Linked DNA regions of Mus musculus: all the other regions are linked to region 5. A link is a contact called in public HiCAR-type and promoter capture Hi-C data. All regions are on one chromosome and are shown on one strand. The core of a region is the stretch at or near the end of the contact, and the rest is flanking DNA. Distances in the headings are between cores, read along the strand shown.

Region 1 (2,848 bases), core at 80-2,579, 2.1 Mb before region 5:
TCACTATCCATTTGGTATGGTACGTTGCTCACTGATCCTGGAGCTCATTAATTTGGCTAAGCTAGCTGGCCACTGAGCTCCAGGGATTCTCCCATCTCTAGCTCCCTAGCACTGGGATTATAGGCACAATCCACAATGCCTGGGCTTTTATGTGAGGGCAGGGGTCTGAATTCTGGCCCTTAAGTTTGTGCAGCAAGCACCTTACTAACTGAGCCCTCTCCACAGCCTGCACATGTCATAATAAAATGAGATATCTATGTATAGATATATACAAACTTTTTGTTCTTTAAGAGTTTTATCCACGGGGGCTGGTGAGATGGCTCAGCGGGTAAAAGCACCCGACTACTCTTCCGAAAGTCCGGAGTTCAAATCCCAGCAACCACATGGTGGCTCACAACCACCCATAATGAGATCTGACTCCCTCTTCTGGAGTGTCGGAAGACAGCTACAGTGTACTTACATATAATAAATAAATAAATCTTAAAAAAAAAAAAAAGAGTTTTATCCACTTTCCAAGAATGTCAACAAAACCCAGGGCCACCCTTGACTCCTAGCCCTTTACCTCACTCTTAAAGGGGACTTTTTAGGAGTTTTCTGGTTCCCTTGAGCCTTTGGTTCACCATCTTTTCTTCTTCCCTTGGACAAATAGCCATACAGATGAGCAAATAAGACATTGGTCACAGTCTCTGTCATACAGGGCTTTCCCTCATGAGGTTCGTCTCCCTTCCTCTACCCATATCTTCCGGTATTAATTATTCAGCCACACTTCAGCCACAAACGCTGTAAGGTTCTTTAGTCCCCTTTGCATTAGGCAATGATTGCCAGAAAATGTATCTTCCTCTGTTAAAGTACAGTATTCATGCTATCTTTCAAGTGTTACGCTAATTTTTACCTAATATTTTCTAGAACATAATGACGTTTAATTTTTTTCTTCTTCTTCTTAGACAATAAAATAAAAGGTAGAGCAACACCTTTGTTATAGGATCCTGACAGATCCTGGCTTGGGAATCCCACCTCATTACTCCCTTGGGGACACGAGCTTAACCCTTTCCGGGTCCTATCTCACTCCTGTCAACCCTTCCTGGTTCCCTACACTACCCCTCACTTGTGCAAAGCCACTATAGCATCAAAGTGACCCCTGCAAGTCAGATGCCAAAAGCCGGTCAGGCACCCACTGCAGTAGGTTCGAGCGGTTTGGATAGTCTGGCCAATCGCAACCCTAAACTCAGAGAGGCCGGATCGTTCGACCAATCGTAGCCCTGTACGCAAGAGGACGGATTTTCCTACCAATCGCAGCCCGGAATTCAGAGAGCCCGCAGGCCGCCGGGCGATCCCTGAGTGGTGGGCGTGGCTGAGGAAAGATGGCGGCGCCCGTGGCTCCATCCGAACCCCAGGCTTCCCGGGCTCCTCAGCCCCCCGTGTGTCTGTTGGTGTTGGGAATGGCGGGATCCGGGAAAACTACCTTTGTACAGGTGACGTGCACCGTGCAGAAGCGGTAGTGGCGCCTCAGGCCCGGGAAGAAGGGAGGAAGTTGTCTGGGGAATCTGCGGGTCCGGGCGCGTGGTTTTCTCGAGCTGTCCTCTGACTCCTTTCCTTCCCGAAGCCTCGAACCCTAGCCTGGGTCACTTGAGGCCGGCTCCTGGGCAACCTTAATGCACACTTGGTACAGCTGAACTTGTCTTGCTGCGAATTGGCAGCTTTCCGAAGGCCCGGGCCTAAAGAGTAGGGGAGTGTAACGTCTACTACTCTGGTTTGCGTGAAGAGTTGTGAAAGAATCACTTCGTTCGACCTACCACGTTCTAAGCTCTGAGAGTACAGCGGCAATGAGATCGACAGGGTTCTTGCTTTCACGGAGTGAGTGTTTTAGTGGAGGAGACAGAGGAAGAAAACCCTTGGAGGGGCAGAGTTAGCGAAGCCGTGACGGAGAATAGGGAGACAGGTACTGGAACTAGATGGCTTTTTAAACTCTTCAGTGTTGAACACGCTGAGGGAAGAAGGAGATTGTTACAGATTTTATAAGCATGGTCAGTAAAGGGATGGGAATTCTCGGGGCCCGTTCCTATCCTTTGGTCATCACCCTCCAACCCTGGCTCCTTGTTTTTGCAGAGGCTCACAGGACACCTGCACAACAAAGGCTGTCCACCGTATGTAATCAACCTGGACCCAGCTGTGCATGAAGTCCCCTTTCCCGCCAATATTGGTGAGTGCCTGCCTGCCTGCTTGCTTGATTTCCTTTTCTTGTCTTTTCTTTCTAAGCTAGCTAACTATGTACTTTTCTTTTCTGTGGATTTGCCTGAGTTCCGGAACAGGCTTCTTGCTTATGCAGATTTATCCCTCTTATGCACTATCCCCGCTCACCTCTCTCTCATGCCCTCGGTGTGTGAAACCGTTGAATTGGTTTGAGAATGAGACATGACATTAGGTCGGGCTGTCACCTGACACGTGAATCCTTTGGTTTCTTTTGTCAGAGTTTATAAGATTTGCTGTAATTCACTTTATAGGCAGGTTCCTTCCATTTCCAAAGTTGTGTGTGTGGGGTGTGTGTGTAAGAATATGCACTGTTCTGAGGAGAGCTTTCTGATTGAGACTATCAAAAAGATTTAAGTATTGGTGTGATCCAAGGGAGCCTGAGGCAGAATATTTAGAGTTCAGAGTCAGTCCGACTTGCATAGCCAGACCTCGTTTGGAAAAGAAAAGGTGGGCGTGGGGGTAGATTTGTTATCAAAGTGTCTGTGATCCACTAACAGGGCTCTTGGATGTCCAGGCTTCCTGACTCCTAGGCCTTAACTGTCAGGGCTAGGGTATGAAGCTTTCTTACCCCAAATACACAAATTGGGTAGGGAATCTT
Region 2 (3,191 bases), core at 559-3,058, 2.3 Mb before region 5:
AGCGGGGGGCGTTGCCAGCGAGGCCTGCGTCCCCGGTGCAGAGGACAGTGCGGCGGCCAAAGCTGGTCCCCTGCAGCGGGATGTGACCGTCCCGGCGAGCCAGCCGCCGCCTTCTGCAGAGCTGGCCCGGCGCGCTCCGCTGCAGCCGGGCTGGGACGCGCTGGCCTGTCTCGCCGCCGTCATCCCTCCCCCCTCTCCCCCCAGCCACGTTCTCCCTGGGCTCCTCCCACGACCCTCCCTATGGCGGCCTGCCGGGGCCCCTATCCCTTCCTTCACCCTCCCTGCTCTAGCCGATTAACTGACTAGAGCCACCAGGACAGGCTCAGGTGTGAGGGTCTTGTGCACCTGAGAAAGCACCTCCTTCCCCGCATGAAATTAGCCAAGTTAGGAAGAGGCATTCCATCTCCGAATGCAGGAGGGGGCCACGAGCAGAGGATGATGGAGATAATTATTGTTTTAACAACCTCTTGGAGACTGCGTCAGCTTTTAAGTCTCTTTTCCATTCATGATCTGATTTGATTCCATTCGCTTTCTCATTCACTCTTTCGTTTATTCAGCAAATATTTACTGATCATCTTCTATGTGCCTGGCATCATTATAAGAACTAGAAAGGATTAAAAAGAGGGCTGGGCATATAAGAGCAATTTAAAAGCAGATCTCTCTCTCTCTCCCCCCCCCCCCCCCCCCGTGGGTGTGAGTGTAACACATTCCTTTGAGAGAAATCGGTTAACCCACACCTCAGGTTTTCTACCCTTAAAGCATAGAAACATGAAACAATTGTTAGAATATCAATAGTGTCAAACACTGGACAAGGGTCTTTTTTTTTTTTTTTTTTTTTTTTTTTTTTCCAAGACAGGGTTTCTCTGTGTAGCCCTGGCTGTCCTGGAACTCACTCTGTAGACCAGACTGGCTTCAAACTCAGAAATCCACCTGCCTCTGTCTCCCGAGTGCTGGAATTAAAGGGGTGCATCACCACTGCCCGGCAACAAGAGTCTTTAAAAACCTTCTGTCACTGTATGAATAAGTATTATTCAACAACTTGTTAGTTGTTGCATTCATTCAGTAAACATGTAGACATGTTAGGTCCTTAAATTATTTCATATGTTAGCTGAGTATGAAATCTGTGTGATCCTAAATAGCCAACCACTTGTCTGAGGCTGTTTCCTCATCTAAAAACAATGCCAACAATGGCTTCTATGTATCTATGTGTCCATGTGTCCATGTATCCAATGATGTCTGCCATTTGGGAGAAAGTGGGTCAGGAGAAATAGAGACTGTGGTATTTAGGGCAATTTCTTGGTCCTCGTTGTTCTTAGCAGTATTTCTATTTCTGTGACATCTCCTCTGTGATATCCAGTTCAGTGTTCGCACACCTGGGGTCCAGAAGCGTCTATTGCTTTTCTTTCAGAGAGGAGCAGATAAAATGAGCCAGTGGGGCAGGGAAGGACTGCATGCTGACATGTGATCAAGCCATGACCTGAGTCCTCTGACTTCTACTGACCCTGATCTCTGGCCTTTGGAGGCATTTGGGCCACAGATTTGTTCAGGGATTCTTTCTGACCTGGGTGTTCTGCAAGGGCAAAAGCAAAGAACGTCTGGTCCTCTTCTCCAAGGGCAGAGGCTGGCAAGCCAGAGTATACGCAAAGAGGACCCTCAGGAGCTCCTGTGAGGGCTGGAAGCCCCGGCGACAGGAACGGGTGTTGAAGAGAGGGGCGTAGGGGGTGGTGTTTTGAGAGGCAGGGTTCTTAGGTTAATCATCTCCATGGCTCAGATAAGACCCTGCCAACTGGAAGCAAATTATTGGGGCCAGAACAGATTGCGTGAGTGCAGAGGCAGGCGGGTTGGAGAGTCTGCAGTGTGGGACCATGCCAAGCACCAAGCGGTATCAGCATGTGATCGAGACCCCTGAGCCTGGGGAATGGGAGGTAAGGTTCTTTCTCCATTTCAGCCTTCTCTTCTGATTCCTAAAATACTGTTAAGTTTGGACTGGCCTCAGCTCTGGACTTCTACTCCCTCTTCTATTTTTTTTTTTTTTTCTTTTGCTACACGGTCTAGCCCAGGCTGGCCTCAAACTTGCTATGTATCTGAGGATAGCCTTGAACTCCTGATCCCTTTGTTGCAGCTTCACTTTCCAAATGCCTGAATTGCAGGCACACTTACCATGATAGGCACCTTTCCCCTTACCTTTCCTTATGATCTTCCTTTCCTAATAGGCTCAGAACATCACATGAAGACTAAGTTTTTAGTATGTGAATGGTGTGTGCCTTATGTGTGCATGTATGTGCACAAGTCGGTGTGTGTGAAGTATGTGAATCTAAGCCAAACACTGGGCCTCCTGCCACTCCCACCTCCAGTCCAGCAGGCATAAGGCAGACTTTGGCTTTCTGTCCCTACCCTTGTGTGTCTCTAGTTGTCAGGGTATGAAGCAGCTGTGCCAATCACAGAGAAGTCCAACCCACTGACCCGGAACTTGGACAAAGCAGATGCAGAGAAAATTGTTCAACTGCTGGGGCAGTGTGATGCTGAGATATTCCAGGAGGAGGGGCAAATCATGCCCACCTACCAGGTGACCCACAGTCAAATCTCAGACACTGCAAATAAAGATGTCAAGTCGGCCACACTTCCACCTCTACCCTCCTGATACAGGAAATCCTGATCCCTCTCCTTCAATCTCAATCCATCATCTTCCATTTCTTCCTCCCCTCCCCATTCCCATTTTTAAAATTTATTTATCTGTTTTGTGATGTGGAAGGATTTGTTCCATGAGGAAATGTGTGGAAGTCAGAGGACAACTTTTGGGAATCAGTCTGTCCTTTCACCATGTGGGTCCCTGGGATTAAACTCAGATCATCAGACTTGGCCACAATCCTCTTAACTCACTGAGTCATCTCACTGCCTTTCTCTCACCTCTACCCCCCCACCCCATTTCTCCATCCTGATTCCTGTCCACTCTCTACAGCGACTGTACAGTGAGTCAGTTCTGACCACCATGTTGCAAGTGGCTGGCAAGGTCCAGGAAGTGCTGAAGGTACAAATTCCCCACCTGCTTCTCATCCATCCAAACACTTCTGTTCCCTCCAACTTCCTCCTTCCCGGGTCTCCACTTCTTGTTTTTATAAATCTCAGTTCTTTATTCTTTTAGTCTTCCCTTTGGATATTTTTTGTTGTTTTAGTCACTGATAATAGTTATG
Region 3 (3,046 bases), core at 9-2,508, 2.1 Mb before region 5:
ATTCGTTTTTGTTGTCTGTTGGGGGTTGAGTATATGCTTGTGTGTTCCATGTGTATGCAGGTGCCAAGGATATCTGAAGAGGGCATCAGATCCTTCTGGAGCTCAAATTAGAGGTGGTTGTGAACTCCCCTGATGTGGGTACTGGAAATGGAGCTCAGATCCACCGAAGAGCAGCACACAGAACCATCTCTCCAGCTCCACCACTCAGCTTCTCAAGAACATGAGATATTTTTATAATTGACCCTTTGAGTTGTGACCTCTGCCAGGAACCCTCTACATCTTTATCAGACTTGAATTTGTTCTTTAGGATCCCTGAAATCACCATTCCCCCCAACAGATCTCCTTTCTTTGTATATTTACATGAATTTGCTTTTATCCCTGAACCTTAACTTTAGTTGACTTATTCATCTGTATTCTCCCACTTGTTATGGCTGCCATCTTGGTATAGTTTCAGGCCTCTGTCAAAGAGTTATAATATTAACTATGGCTTAGTTCAATTTTCCATAAATTTTATGACAAATTAACACTACTATTTCCAATTTTTCAGATGTGGAAGCTGTTGTCCAGGGTCATGCCAACATCATAAATACAAAGAGTAAAAAAGAAAAGAGGTTTCGATGCTCAGGTTTGTTAAGCCACTAAACATGCTATCTCAATATTTTGTTCCGAGTAATAAAAGAATGAACAATAATAAATTGCTTCTTTACTAACTTCATAAAAGGAATAAATTCGAGAGCTGCAGATAGGGACTCCTTGCTCCGGATCTGGAGGCTTAGGCTTAGGCGCCGACCACAGGATCCTGGGAAGTCTGATTTACAAGGCAGCAGGAAAATGGGTGGCTCTGGACCGGAACCAGAAAATAAAGTTCAAATACTCACCGCCCTGCCCCAGGAGTGGTATACGCGGCTGCCTGACTCTGACAGGTCGGAGTCGAGGACTAGGTCAAGCCTAGGAGCCTTGTTTATTGATTAATGGACCAAGGCCACGGAAGCACTTCTTCCCAATCGCCCTCTGCCACAGGAAGTTATTACTAGCCTACATGCAACGCCTAAAATGTCCGTATCCTGCACAGCACTCTGAGAGCCTCTCCCCGCTTTCTGGTATTGTGACTCCCTAGTGCTATTCACATCTTTAAAACTCTGCGAGTCTTGAAAGAGGAACTCCAACATTTCTGTCCAGAGAAGCCTCAGGGAGGTGGGAAGGAGGAGGAGAAGTGAGCGGGAACGTAGAGAGCGAGGGGTCGGGGTTTCCGAGGGACACATTTTGAGATTGCACCCGGCTAAGGATGGCTGATCCTACCCCTCAGCTAGATGCGCCAGCTCCCCAGGAAGTCAGTAGCGAGTTTAAGAAGCCGGTTTTACCAGTGCCTTCCGCAGTACGGGGTAAGGCTCCGGCCTCCAGTCCCTCCGTTTCTGAGGATGTGAAGAAAGAATGTCTCGCGGCGCAGCTGGACTCTGGATGTGAGGAGCCCGAGGTCCCGCCACCGCAGCCGGACAGCCAGGAGACCGGGGGTCCACCGGTGGAGCAACTCCGCTCCCCGCGGGTAGCTCCTGCGTCTGGCGGTCCGACCCGGGCTCCTCCGTACCGAGAGCCATCGTGGGGCAGCCCAGCCACGGCCCCCTACAGTCTCGAAACCCTGAAGGGTGGCACCATCCTTGGCACCCGCACCTTGAAAGACACGAGCTGCTGCTTTTTCGGGAGACTTGCTAGTTGTGACATATGTCTGGAGCATCCTTCCGTGTCTCGGTACCATGCTGTACTACAGCACCGGGGGGCGGATCCCAGCGGAGACTCTGAGGGTCATGAGCAGGGCTTTTATCTCTACGATCTGGGAAGTACCCACGGCACGTTCCTCAACAAAACTCGCATCCCACCCCGCACTTACTGTAGAGTCCACGTCGGGCATGTAATGCGCTTTGGAGGCAGCACTCGGCTCTTTATCCTTCAGGTAGGTAGAAAAATCTAAAATAAAAATCTTGGGACTTCACTGTTTTTGGTTTTTCAAGACAGGGCTTCTCTATGTAGCCCTGGCTGTCCTGGAACTCTCTCTGTAGACCAGGCTGGCCTCGAACTCAGAAATCCGCCTGCCTCTGCCTCCCGAGTGCTGGGATTAAAGGCGTGCACCGCCACGCCCGGCGATTCTGAGTTTCTTTAAGGTTTAGTTGAGTAAAAGGATTCTGGTAACCAATGACAAAAGCACAGGCCTCATTCTGGACCCACAGGTCTGTGTACGTTGCTGTGTCTCAGAAAGTAATTTTCTCACTTCTGAATCCATATATGTATATATTTTACCCATGATTCATTAGGGACCAGAGGAAGACCGAGAGGCAGAATCTGAATTAACAGTAACACAGTTGAAGGAATTGCGTAAACAGCAGCAGATATTATTGGAGAAGAAGATGTTAGGTGAAGACTCAGATGAAGAAGAAGAAGCAAATACCACTGAAGGGAAGAGCAGTAGAAGTGGTCAAGATGATGAGCTGGGCTGCACGTGGGGAATGGGTAAGAAACTACTACTGAAGGTGGCACCCTCAAGTGCTTTTGATCATACAGCTCAGAAGGCCTACAGCTGAAGTAGGGTAAATGTAATTTGCAAGCCCAGGGTCATTAACTTTAGTGAGTAAAAGTGTTGAATTATGGGCATTATACATACACCTCTTTCTCACCGTGTAATTTGCTTATTGCGTTTATCATTTAAACACACACACACACACACACAGAAAGAGAGAGAGAGAGAGAGAGAGAGAGAGCTTTCTGAGTGCTAATTATCACCTGGAGGGCATGGAAAAATTTACTTCATTTCTTTGGCTGAGAAATCAGTATTTGATATTTTTTCACCTCTCAGGCTATTTTCACAAAGTACAAAACATTCAAGAGGTTATTGTATAGCTCCACATTTTGGATGATAGATATTCAGGCTTATAAAAAGATAGTTGGTGAGGGCCGAGAGATGGCTCAGTAGTAAGAGCACTATCTGCTCTTTCAGAGAAAGCTCAGCCCTCAGCAACCACGTGGTGGCTCATAATGATCTATAATGTCATCTGAT
Region 4 (2,823 bases), core at 150-2,649, 2.1 Mb before region 5:
CAGATTCAGGGACAGCCCTTGCTCCAGTTGTTGGGAGATCCACATGAAGACCAAGCTACATATCTGTTCCATATGTGCAAGGAGGCCTAGGTCCAGCCTGTGTATGCTCTTTGGTTGATGGTTCAGTTTCTGGGAGCCCCTAGTGGTCCAGGTTAGTTGACTTTGTTGGTCTTCTTGTAGAGTTCCTATTTCCTTCAGGGCCTGCAATCCTTCCCACAACTCTTCCACAAGAGTCCCCAAGCTCCATTTAATGTTTGACTGTGGGACTCAGCATCTGTTTCAGTCAGCTGCTGGGTAGCTGTCAGAGGAGTTATGCTAGGCTCCTGTCTACAAGCACAACAGGCTCCATATCCTCACTGCTAGGAGTCTCAGCTAAAGTCACCCCCATGGACTGGGATGGGTGAGACTCCCGGGAGCTTTACCATTTTGTCTGCTGTGAGAGAGAAGTCAGGAAAAACAAAAACAGAGCCTACTTAATTGAGTTCGGAACTTAAATCTGCCAGAACCCAATGCAGTGGGTGCCCTCACTGCCAGATGGCCAGCAGGTCCTTGGGAGTAAACCAGAAGACAGTTTTAAGAGGCTGTTGTTTCCCTAAGGACATAGCTTATAATCTGCCTGTGCTTGAAGTACTTGCACATACAGAGACTTCTTCTTTTTAAGCACATATTGATTAAATATAATGAGGCATACTGAGGTTGAGAGGAGAGATCAGGGAGGGAGGCGTCCATGCATACCCAGGGCTTTGAACAAGGGCTCCCCGACTCAAGGAAGTGCACAAACCCAAAATTACCAGGAACCTACCTGTGAGTTTGTTGTGGACAGTTTCTGGGATTCTGTGTAGCCTTTATCAGCATCTCTAAAGGGTCATTGTCCAAATATAGTTAAACAGACTTCGGACACGGAAGCGTTGGACTCCCATTCCTAGGCACAATGGCACAGTTTATAGCAGGTCCCTGTCAACCTCACTCCATCACCCCCTCAAATCCTTGCCTAGAAATCTATTCCAGCTAGCCTCCTTTTGCCCTACCAGGGGGAGGGGAAATCCGAAAGCTTATTTTTAGGCAGGCCCTGCCAAGACTCCCCGCAGTGGCTGGACTGCTGCTGGGCCTGAGGGGTGCCCGCGCCCCAGGAGGACAAGCAGTGTGCGGGAGGGGCCTGCGGGCACGAGCGGATGTCACAGCTTACCTCAGAGCCTGAATTAGAAGCCTGAAAAAAAAAATCACAGCAGGAAATAATGTGGTGCCCAAAATAGAAACATCAACCGGGAGAGAGGCCGGGAGTAGGTGGCGTTTGAGGCTCCTGCAGCGTCCTCCCCAGAGGCCTCCTGACAACCGGCAAGCGGGTTGGCATGAGATTGCAACCCAGCCCAAGAGGCCACAAAGGCACCGGCTGGATGTTTCAGCAAGGGAGAAGGAATGGGCAGTAAAGTGGAGAATCAGGACCGCCTCCTCTTCCCTCCCTCTCGACTTTCTCCTTCCTTCTCCAAAGTCTTACCGCCACCGCTGACCCCTTCCTCTTTTTCGGCATCATCCCTCAACCTTCTCCCCACACAATGACTTCTGCTTTTTTCCTCACTCTCTAGTGCCCCTTCTTCTCTGATACTGCCCCCACCCCGCTTCCTCCTTTCCCTCCCCACACCAAGCCCTTCATTTCTCCTGGGTGGTCTCTGCCCCAACCCGCCGCCCCCCAGCCTCCCGGTGCTTTTGGGTGCCTTCCTAGGTAACTAGTGGGAGCTCAGTCTAGCAGCAGCTAACTGAAGGTCAGCCTCCTGTGCCTGACTGCAGCCTGGCTGCACTGATCTCCCCTTCACCCCACACTCAGCACCCTCCACGCCTCTTTAGAGAAAAGGAGGCCCTGGAGTCTAAGGAAGATGGCAGGGTCAGGACTCCTTCCTCTGGGGCCTCTGGAGGGCTTGAGAGGAAGCAGAAACTTTGCAGGCAATCTTGGACTGTCTCTCCCTTCACAGCTGAGTTCCTGGTAGATTGCATGGTTTGCCAAATTTCCGTGTTTCTCATGCTGGCATGTGCCATTGGGCAAGGTATAAAGTCGGTGAGAACCAGACTTAAGGTCTCTCTGATGCTCCCCTTAACCTTCACCAACCCCGAGTGGGGAAACATCTGTGATCTCCTTTACAGTGGGAACTCAGATGCAGCAGGTGAGCTGGAGGATGGGGGACACTGGAGGATGGGGGACACTGGAGGATGGGGACACTGGAGGATGGGGGACACTGAGGATGTCTTTAATCTTAGCACTAGGTAGAGGCAGATGATCTCTAGGAGTTAAGAGTCCATCCTGGTCTACATGGTGAGTTCCAGGCTAGCCAAGGCTACATAGTGAGACCCTGTCTTTAAAAACAAAGGAAAGAAAAGTCGGAGTAGTAGGCATGCTGCATGTTTGTAAGAGTAGAAGGGCTGGGATCGAGGCACAGGGAGTGCAGCCCCTCTACTGACCTTGAACTTGGACCAAGTTCATTGACTTGGTATTTCCATACCCGGTTTTCTTCGTAACAAGATTTGTTTTTTATTATTTCTTTTCTGAATGTAAGCATGAGACATTCCATTACATATGTTGGGTAATTTCAATTATTAAAAATTCCCTAGGTGGGGCTGGAGAGATGGCTCAGCAGTTAAGAGCACTAACTGTTCTTCCAGAGATCCTGAGTTCAATTCCCAGCAACCACATATGTTCACAACCACCTTTAATGAGATCTGATGACCTCTTCTGATATGTTGGAAGCCAGCAACAGTGTGCTCATATACATTTTAAAAGGAAAGAAGAAAAAAAAAAGAAGAGAAAAGAGAAGAATCCCCAAAGCAAAGCAT
Region 5 (3,108 bases), core at 478-2,977:
GTCCTATGGGACCACCACTCTCTTCCCTCCTCCAAGGACACCAAGCATGCACGTGATGAAGACACACAATCAGGCAAAACAGTCACCCACACCCATGAAACAAGTGTTTTAATTTAAAAAGGAAAAAAAAAAAAAGGATTGTTCAGCATCTTCTGTCTCAAGAGTAGCAACTAAAATTCTCTCTTTTACGGTTGCCAAATCCAACCTAGGGGAAGATCTGAAAGGCCATGTGACTTGGTATGGCTCCAGTCCAAGCCACAAGCTCACACACCAGAGGAAAAAGTTCCAGAACCAAGATCTAAGCTCCAGGGACAGCAAGCAGAATCATTTATCAGGCCATGAGAAGGGACCGGGCTTGCTATGCTCACTAAACAAAGAGACGTAAAGAGGAGAACAGGTGCCAGAGGAGTCATCAGAAAGAACGACCAACCACTAACCAAAACAGCAAAGTCCATCTACTCTTCCTAATCAATTTCAATTTCCACCTTGGCGTAATATTCAGAATTTGGAAAAACTATCCTCGGTCCTACCTTGTTCTGAGATGCTGAACTTCCCTTCCAAGACCCACTTTCCTAAGATGACCAAATATGTATTTGAAGCAGCAGCATCAGTGAGCACAAGTCAAATTTCTTAATGTAAAAACTAAAGTACACCTTTCAAGTCAAACTAGTCCATCTTCAAAATTCTCAGAGCTGAAACATCATTATAAACTTAAGTAGTGGGGCTGGAGGGTTAGAATAAGCTTAGATTCATACTTAAAGATATATCTAATGATTAAATACCTTGAAGTGCAAAAAATTAAAGTGATTTTAATTTGGAGTGATAGATCACAGATCTGTAATTAAGACTAATGTACAAAGGCAATAGCATTCGGAGCGGTAAAATACATTGTGAACATCGCACATCCCATCCTCCACACAGGAAGTCTTAAAGGGACTTACACACCCTCAGTCTACGCAGGAAAGTGGCTTCGGAATAGACTTCCAAGTCACCTTCCACAGGTCGTTGGGGAGGATCTGCTCTTGGGATTCCCTTAAGGGACCATCATATCTCGTCAAACTTCCTGCTTCCTGAATACAAAATAACAATCACTGAGTCTCAACAACAGCGGGTTCACGGGCCCACGGACTCAGCATGGCGACAACAGGTCTCAAAGTCGACATGAAAAGTGATTCAACAAGTGGCAGCGCGCCCCAGGCGCAGCGGGCAGGCCTTACCGCCTGGCGTGCAGGAGCGCGCACAACAGAATGCTTGGGGCCTGGCCTAATTGGAGGGGTCCCCGGACTCGCCACGAGTTCGGGGAGCTGGGGCCCAGGGGACTCTAGGGAGCTGGGGCCCAGGGTTCTTTCAGATGCTGGGTCCCCGAGGACCTTAGGATGTCGGGGACACGGGACACGAGGACAGTGCTGGGCCCGGGGCGCGCGGGGACCTTAAGGTGCTGAGACGCCGGCTGGCCCTAGAGGGTGTTCCGCGCGCTGTGCCGATGCACCCGGCTCTCGACGTGCGGCTGCGCGGCGCCGGCCGACGTACGGAGACTCCGGGATCGCAGCGCAAGGACACGGCGTTGCGGTGGCTGGAGCTCTTAGCGATGAGCAGGCGAACGACGGCGCAGAGCACTCTCCGCGAGGCGAGTGAGCACCGAGCTCCGTAGCTGGGGCAGGGCGCCGGCCGCGCAGGCCGCGCTCCGCGCATGGGGACGGTGAGCCTCAGTCACCGCGGAACAAAACCGCAGCCGACGCCCCGCCCCCTCCGGACGCCCTCATTGGTCGCCGCGCCGCTACCACCGCCCCGAGCCGTCAGCCGTCCGCTCGCGCACCCGCCCGCGGAAGCCGCCGCAAGCAATCAACCCTCAGCCGCACCGCTAGGCGGGCGACGTCACTGCCCGGCGTGTTGTGGGTGTGGCCTCGTGACGCCCCGCCCCCGTTTCCTCTCACTTCCCTCCTACGGGTACCGTGCGCCGCTGCTGGCCCCGCCCCCCTGTGCGAGCTGGCCCGCGCCGGGTGTGACGTTAACCTTCGGGTGTCCGCGGGGCATCGAAGGCCGGTAGTGGTACCTATAGGCTCCCGGATTCCAAAGTCCGATGTGACCACCTTCATCTCCCTGCCTTTTTTCTTTTTCTTTCTTTCTTTTATAGCAAAATCTCAGTATGAAGCTCGGACTGTAGACAAGGATGGCTTCGAACTCCTAGAGATCCTTCTGCCTCTGTCTTCCGAGCCCTGGAATTAAAGACAGGCGCCACCAATGCCCAGCTTCTCCTGTCCTTTGCTGGTAATGTGCCTTTGGGCAGGACCCTTCCCTTTGGGAGTCTCATTTCTGGACCTACCGTGTGACTGGAAGGCACTTTTGTGCATTGGGTACCGGTGCTGTGAAGGAAAGCTGCTCTGCAGGTGGGTGTGACTGGGGTGGAGCACTTCTCAGGGTGCTAGAGGCCAGGCGCAGCAAAATGAAACCGCCTGCCGACTTGGCTAGGAATAGGCTGCAATTTCACAAGCCTGTAATCCCTAGACAACCTTGTTCCCAAACAACAAAAAGTAATTTTAAAAAATGTTGCAGGGTTAGGTACAGCTACTTGATGTAGAAAATGGAATAGTTCTCATCTGGAATAAGACCTAAAAAGGAAGACATTAGAAAGCCACTGGGTATTCCTGGGGCACACCAGAAGTCTGGGCCCTGGCCACCACGTTATGGGTCTGGTAAATCCAGTTCTGTACAGGCTCAGAGGCCCAGCCAAGGGAGGCCAAGATCAACTAGAATGAGTGCCCTCACCTGCTGCATCACCTGCGACAGACCTTTCATTTCCTCCTCCAGGTTTCTTGAGGACAGGGGACTTGCGACCTGGATCACAGCAGGCAGGAGCCAGATAAGGACTGAGACATCTGGCAGGCACCTGTGCCTAAGAGGAACTCTGCCCAGAACAGTCCTCAACCACACTCTCCCTGGGCAGATCTGGACCAATGGTGGCCTTCTCAAATCACCACGGTCACCTTGTGTTTCCCAAGCCCTGCAGCTGATTAAGTTACATACGCCACACAGCTCAGCTGTATTTGAGTAATTCCTAAAGGCTTTCAGTGTGTGCCCTTTTAGGGTAATTTTCAGGGAGTTGATGAA
Region 6 (2,854 bases), core at 344-2,843, 2.4 Mb before region 5:
CCCTGGCTGTCCTAGAACTTGTTCTGTAGACCGGGCTGGCTATAAGTGCACAGATATCCACCAGCCTCTGCCTCCGGAGTGTTGGGGTTAAAGGCATGCACAACCATCATCTGGCTAGTATTTATTACTTTTGTAATCAGGAAACATAAGTGAGGTGGTAAAAATGTAGGCAGCAGTTGGTCATTTTAGGTATACATGAGAAAATAACTGAAAATGAGGTTGCCAAAAGATCCTCTGTGCACATTTGAAATAGTACTGACAGAAAATAATAGGAACTAAAGTAGCATGAACAGATATGTCATGAATGCTTGCCATGGCTCAGGAGTTACAATGGCTTTGGCAGAAAGGCTAATCTGGAGAGGATGAGCACCCTTCTGAGACTAGAACAAACTTTGAAATGGTGTGCTATACATTTTAGGTAAGTGCATCTTTTAATCCAACATCAGAATTCTATTTTGTCTTGACACAGTGTTGTTGCTCTATTGCTTATGCTGACCTTGAACTCACGGCATTAGCCTACTGAGTGATAGGATTACAGGTATGCATTACTATGCTGGGTGAAAAAAAAAGTTTGTTTTTGAGACTATGTAGCCCTGGTTGGCCTTGAATTCACAGAGATCTCTCTGGCATGCTTGTTGAAATTTCAGTTTTTAAAGCAAGCATTTTAAAGTGAAGAGATGAGAAAAAAATGAGTCTCTATAGGATTTCTGTGTGAACCCGTGAACTAGGATTAACTAGTCCCTTTAAGGAGAGTAAAATTGGTGATTGTGACATTCTCAGATTCAGATGATTCATCCTTCTTCCTTGATAATACATGTATAATGGTATTATACATCTCTTAAATTCTGCCTTTAACTTTCTAAGATCAATGGCTTACCCAGAATCTATTGTAATTCTTTACACTCACAGACAATGTAAACTCTTTCCAAATAATACCTTTTCAAAGACAGTTTTGATGGATCTTCTTACTTCGGATTCTATTTTGGACTCATGTCAACTTAAATTTGAGTAACTTTTTTTTTTTGTTTTGTTTTGTTTCTTTTTCGAATTTGCCAACTATCATTGGATAACTTCAATGAGTTCTCCCTTATGTGGGTCGAATCAGGTTATGTCTGGGTAAATAATGTTATGCAAATCAGCAACTATTAGTTTTCATGTTAAGCGATTAAAAAAAAGCTTTCTGAAAATTTGATGACCAGTGCACTGTCTCTTTCCCAAATGGGGAATGTGGGTGGGTTCGTTCCTCAGATTGAAAGGCTGCGTCTTCCGTTCCTTTTGTCTTCTTAGAGGATTAGGACTGTCATGGCGCTTTCAAGAAGAGAGAGAAGGCCTTCCTTTCGTCCGGCAGAATTACTTGGGGGCACCTCGACTGGGAGGAGGATGGACAGAGAGACAAGAAGACAACGCTGGCAGGCAGTCTGCCGGAACCCCGCAAGGGGAGGAGACCCGGCAGTAGACTGCCTTGAGAGCCTCGGTCTGTGGGAACCGCCCCCCGCTGCCCTGTCCAATGGAAACCTGGCGGCGGTGCGGCACCGCCCACTGTTGGTCCGGACGCCGCGAGGGCGGGGCCCGCAGTTCGGTTGCGCTGCGGAGCGCAGCTGTGAGGGAGTCGCTGGGATCCGAGGCCCCGGAACCCGAGCTGGAGCTGAAGCGCAGGCTGCGGGCGCGGAGTCGGGAGGTGAGCTCCGGAGAAAGAGGCCCTGGAGGGAGGGGCTCGCGGAAGGGCGGCAGGATGACCCCGAGCCGCGGGCCGGCAGGACGCGGCCGGCGGGTGCTGTCGGGCGGCCCTGCTTTCTCGGGAGTCAGGCCCGACCTAGCCCGGCCCGTCGCAGCTGAGGGGCCACCTTGGCCCCAGGGCGCCGCCCGCCCTCCTGGTGTCTCCGGCGTGGCCGCGGCGGCCCGGAATTCTGCGGGCGCGGGTCGGGGGGCCCCGGCGTTCTCTTGGAACTCTGGCCGCGAGAGGCGGGGCAGGCGGCGCGGGCGGGGGCGGGGCGGGGGCCCGGGCCCGAGGGCCTGCGGAAGGAAGCGCGGCGTCCGGGCCGGGCCTGCTCGCGGGGCGGCGCGCCGAGCGCGGGGGCGTGGTCTGCGGCCTGACGGCGGGGCAGGGCTGGCCTTTGATGAGGTGGCTGTGGTGCTCGGTCTCCTGGCCGGCCACTGTCTGTCCGCCGCCGCTTCCTTCCAGATACTGGCCGGGCGACCTGTTGGAGTGTTGACAAGCTGAGGGCCTCCTCCCTCCGAGCTTGCATTCTCTCCGACTGAGCAGTTCTGTTGACCTCAGAGGCTTTCTGGGTTTCCTCAGAGCGGCCTGTGGCTGCGAGCTATGCGGGGTGATGTGCAGAGGGCTTTCAACTAATAATGGAAGCCGGGAGAACAACTTTGCGAGATGACAGACAATGCCCTGTAGTGAATGTACTATGCGTCCTCAGGGTAGCTAGAGGCTTCGAGGAGATACCCTCACCGATGCAAATGAGCTTTTCCACAGTGATCCCTGTTAAAACTGCCAGCAGCTCTGAGGCAGAACCCCCAGTGTTGCACACGTTTCTGCATCTCTTGCGGGAGTGCTTGGAGATCTTTAGGCACTGCTCTTATTTTACCTTCTGGGACATGATTGGGAGGGCAATGTGCTTTCTGGATGTTTGTCTCTGATGACAGTTCATCTTTTCTCTAAGTGCCCCGTGGAGGGGCTGCCTGTTTCCTTGGTCCTGTAGTTTTAGATTCCATGGGCTTTGACGTTCCAGAGTATATTCTGTATCTCGCTAGACTTTCACTTATCCGTTCAGATTGGATGCACATTCTGCGAATGTAGCTGAAACAGACTTTATTATTTTCTTAGCTCTTTGATAGGGGACGGAGG
Region 7 (3,081 bases), core at 73-2,572, 2.5 Mb before region 5:
TCATTTAATGTGGACTCATTCCTGCTAACAGACCTTTGGAGGCGCCTATGCATGGAGACAATGTGCTCAGCACACTATAAAGTATAAGAGGAAAGCATTTAATTTCCCAAGGTGGGGTCTCTTGGGGGCAATGCTTTTTAAGAATGGACTACTTAGGCTAGGCAGTGGTGGCACATCCCTTTAATCCCAGCACTTAGGAAGGAGAGACAGGTGGATCTCTAAGTTGAAGGCCACCCTGGCACACAGATTTTCATGACAGCCAGGACCATACAGAGAAGTCCTGCCTTGAAAAACAAAAACAGAAACTATCACCTAATTTCTTGAGGACTTTAAGTCTTGCTCGACAGACTGTGCATCTCTCTCTTTTAGATTTATTGTTATCATTTTAAACTGTGTGTGTTTGTGCAAGTGAGTGCAGATGCCCCAAGTGGTTGGAGGTGACAGAGCTCTCTGGAGCTGGTGCTACAGGTGGCTCTGAGCTACATGACATAGTGTAGAATCCTCTACAGAGCAGTATGCGCTGTTAACCTCTGAGCCACGTCTCTATTTCGTCTCCCCTCCAGCATGGGTCTCAGAAACAGCTCACCCTCCAAAACAGACATAATAGTTCAGGAGAAGGGAAACACTTCCGGGGGGGGGGGGCTAAACTGGAGGAGGTAGGTGGTGTCGTGATATGGGCCTCCTCCTCCACCTCAAATCAGCTGCTCTAATTATACTCTGGTCCCAGAGTGACACTCACCAGCTGTCAGAACCTGGACTTTCCACGGATGTGCTGCCAGGGCTCTCTGGTATGCTCGCCAGAGTGCCATGCTCCCTGTCAAACCAAGAGGATAAGTCACTCCCATTGCCCCTCACAGTAAAGAACATGCCTGCCATTTCCTTATGCTCACTCTCCTTACTTCCAAACTCTGCAAGTGACAGAGGCCTCAGAAAGCTTGCTTACTGGGCCGTGCCCCTGCCTTGTGGTCACTATTCATCTGGAAAGGAAGCAGTTTTGAGTAACCTGGTCCTGGTCCTGAAGCAAGGCATCCAGTCCTGATTAAGACACTCATGAAATTAGACTTACTCTGGCTTCCATCCAGAGTCTGGGTTCCATCCCCCAAGTAAACACGATAGGTCCCCAGATTCAGTTGGAATCTCCTTTATAAGAGTAACTACACACCAGAAATAAACCAAGACCTGGATCTGTAAGGTCACATGACCTGCAAGAACTCTCAACCCACAGTGCTTCAAGTCTCTGAATGCCAAGAACCTCCGCTCACCTGAGTGCCAGCTCTGCGCAGAACCTTCTCTCACGTGACCGAAGCTGGTCCAGGGACTTCCGTATCGAGCACCGCCTCTTCCGTCTGCCTGCGGGCCGGGCTGTTGTTTGGACACAAGCAGTCCAGGAGGAATGCAGGTGGGTGGGGCCTTTGATACCCCTTGCGAGGCGGCTCAGCCGACCACTTAAGGGGAGTGGGCAGCCCCCTTCTCGTGGACTGCACCAAACATCGGTGTAGGACAGTCTGTGCTTCCCTGTAACTCGGCTGCCCCCACCCCCCACCCTCGTTCTCCCCAGACTATCAGGCCAGACTGTCAGTCTCCCGGAGGTAGTCAGGTCTAGACGCCCTTCTCAGTTTGGAAACTTGAATGCTGAAGTAGTGCAGGTATACCCAAGCTCCCAAGTGAGCAGAACTCAGACTTGTTCTATTTTTTTTCCTTGTTCTTTATACCAAATTTTTAAGTTTTGTCTGAAAAATCTTTCTGGACAAGCAGTCAACTTTCAGAACCACTGGCTTAGCAGAACCTGAGAACGCCCGTGCTAGCTGTCTTAAGTTTGGTCATGAATTTTGTAAAATGACCCTGTCTTGCAATCAGGGCTCCTTGAATTCTAGGGCTGTACAAGAGGCAACTCAATGGAGGGTTTGTTTTGCTTTATGGGTTTCTAGAGTCATGCTTTGTTTGTTGTTTTTCCAAGACAAGGTTTCTCTGTGTAGCCCTGGCTGTCTTGGAACACACTCTGTAGACCAGGCTGGCCTCCAACTCAGAAATCCACCTGCCTTAGCCTCCCAAGTGCTGGGATTAAAGGAGTGCGCCACCACACCCGGCTTCTAGTCATGTTAAGCAAAGAGGCATAAAACTATATTTAAAAAAAAAAAAACATTTTAGGAATCTTAATCTCCCTCTAGTTTTAACACCCAACTCCCTGCAAATCCCTTCCTGAGGTAGGTAAAGATGTATACGTCTCCAAGCCTTGAAAAAGGTCAACTTATTTGATGTCTGTCCACCCCCAGCTCAGTTAGTCAGTTCCTGTATGATTAATGAAGGATGGATTCTATTAGAGAGAGTAAGAATTCAGGGGAATTAGATTCTTGTGTACAGAACATGCTAAAAGAATTTCACTAGTAGACATAATAAGGGAGTCCAAATGTGCAAGATTGGAAGGTGTTTTTAAGCGATATGGATTCAAGCCTTATTCAGATTGCTTAACCTCTCAGAACCTAATTGTCATTACATAAAATAGTACCTACCCCATGGAGCTCAGGGGTATATGAAAAGCACCCCAAACCGAGAAAATGCTTAATATCATTTATCTATCCTCCCTTCTCTCCCACTAGAGAAATATAAAAGTCCCTTAGTGAGGTTTGACCTGGGAGTTTCTGGAGGGGAGAAGATACCAGGAGGGAAGTGAGCCCAGGATCTTGCACACACACTAAGTCCATGCTCTTCCATTGAGCTACATCCCAGCCGAGATGAGATCTTGAAGGACACATAGGTTTAGGTGTTGGTGTCAAAGGCAACAGAATAAGCTAAGGCACACAGGAAGAAGAGCAAGAACCAAGAACAGCTACACTGGGAAGGAAGATAGGGAAGAAAGGACTGAGGAGAAAAGGCTTGTGGGAGAGGAGAAAGAACAGAACAGAAAATATTGCCCCCACAGTTACTTCTCAGCTCAAGCGTGAATCAACACCAGGAGCAGGGTCGCTGGCACAGCCTTTAGTCCCCCCCCCAGGTTCCACCTTCTCTAACGCTGGAAGTAGGGAAATACAGATGTGCTGTATGGATGGGTTGCTCTGCAGGACAAGCCAAGCTCCTCTGCAA

The links. Promoter capture Hi-C pulls out the DNA fragments that hold promoters and counts their contacts. HiCAR-type assays count read pairs that join an accessible place to other places.
Region 1: a contact with region 5 is called in a promoter capture Hi-C map of liver, with 3 times the contacts expected there. The contact joins the promoter of Gpn1 here to the promoter of Fam53a in region 5. A contact is called at or near these places in 3 of 39 promoter capture datasets (3T3-L1-derived adipocytes, the C10 cell line and liver).
Region 2: a contact with region 5 is called in a HiCAR-type map of astrocytes, with 6 times the contacts expected there. The contact joins the promoter of Gckr here to the promoter of Fam53a in region 5. A contact is called at or near these places in 2 of 39 promoter capture datasets (hippocampal neurons and liver), 1 of 115 datasets of contacts at active chromatin or transcription factors (astrocytes) and 2 of 9 other capture datasets (liver and macrophages).
Region 3: a promoter capture Hi-C map of liver shows a contact between it and region 5, with 4 times the contacts expected there. The contact joins the promoter of Slc4a1ap here to the promoter of Fam53a in region 5. A contact is called at or near these places in 5 of 39 promoter capture datasets (the C10 cell line, hippocampal neurons, liver and 1 more) and 2 of 9 other capture datasets (adipose tissue and liver).
Region 4: a contact with region 5 is called in a HiCAR-type map of astrocytes, with 5 times the contacts expected there. The contact joins the promoter of AI839979 here to the promoter of Fam53a in region 5. A contact is called at or near these places in 1 of 39 promoter capture datasets (pre-B cells) and 1 of 115 datasets of contacts at active chromatin or transcription factors (astrocytes).
Region 6: a contact with region 5 is called in a promoter capture Hi-C map of liver, with 6 times the contacts expected there. The contact joins the promoter of Nrbp1 here to the promoter of Fam53a in region 5. A contact is called at or near these places in 10 of 39 promoter capture datasets (the 3T3-L1 cell line, the C10 cell line, cranial neural crest and 6 more), 2 of 115 datasets of contacts at active chromatin or transcription factors (astrocytes and large pre-B cells) and 1 of 9 other capture datasets (liver).
Region 7: a HiCAR-type map of astrocytes shows a contact between it and region 5, with 6 times the contacts expected there. The contact joins the promoter of Mpv17 here to the promoter of Fam53a in region 5. A contact is called at or near these places in 3 of 39 promoter capture datasets (liver and maxillary cranial neural crest) and 1 of 115 datasets of contacts at active chromatin or transcription factors (astrocytes).

Annotation. Positions count from the first base shown.
Region 1 is chr5:31,493,412-31,496,259 of GRCm38.p6, forward strand. It overlaps Gpn1 (GPN-loop GTPase 1), which reads left to right and starts at 1,330. Exons shown (of 14, transcript NM_133756.5): 1 at 1,330-1,472; 2 at 2,107-2,200. The coding sequence starts at 1,362.
Region 2 is chr5:31,295,755-31,298,945 of GRCm38.p6, forward strand. Gckr (glucokinase regulatory protein) reads left to right here and starts at 1,809. Exons shown (of 19, transcript NM_001374741.1): 1 at 1,809-1,925; 2 at 2,411-2,566; 3 at 2,960-3,028. The coding sequence starts at 1,866. It overlaps Fndc4 (fibronectin type III domain containing 4), which reads right to left and starts at 178. Exons shown (of 7, transcript NM_022424.6): 1 at 1-178.
Region 3 is chr5:31,525,737-31,528,782 of GRCm38.p6, forward strand. Slc4a1ap (solute carrier family 4 (anion exchanger), member 1, adaptor protein) reads left to right here and starts at 1,259. Exons shown (of 14, transcript NM_001347328.1): 1 at 1,259-1,948; 2 at 2,307-2,502. The coding sequence starts at 1,286. It overlaps Supt7l (SPT7-like, STAGA complex gamma subunit), which reads right to left and starts at 1,026. Exons shown (of 5, transcript NM_028150.2): 1 at 879-1,026.
Region 4 is chr5:31,569,998-31,572,820 of GRCm38.p6, forward strand. AI839979 (expressed sequence AI839979) reads right to left here and starts at 1,400. Exons shown (of 3, transcript NR_102275.1): 1 at 1,187-1,400; 2 at 803-922; 3 at 1-433.
Region 5 is chr5:33,627,908-33,631,015 of GRCm38.p6, forward strand. Fam53a (family with sequence similarity 53, member A) reads right to left here and starts at 1,728. Exons shown (of 6, transcript NM_178390.3): 1 at 1,430-1,728; 2 at 946-1,070. It also overlaps Gm9903.
Region 6 is chr5:31,239,325-31,242,178 of GRCm38.p6, forward strand. Nrbp1 (nuclear receptor binding protein 1) reads left to right here and starts at 1,594. Exons shown (of 18, transcript NM_147201.2): 1 at 1,594-1,678.
Region 7 is chr5:31,152,929-31,156,009 of GRCm38.p6, forward strand. Mpv17 (MpV17 mitochondrial inner membrane protein) reads right to left here and starts at 1,323. Exons shown (of 8, transcript NM_008622.6): 1 at 1,263-1,323; 2 at 740-814. The coding sequence starts at 809. Gtf3c2 (general transcription factor IIIC, polypeptide 2, beta) reads right to left here. Exons shown (of 19, transcript NM_027901.2): 19 at 3,078-3,081.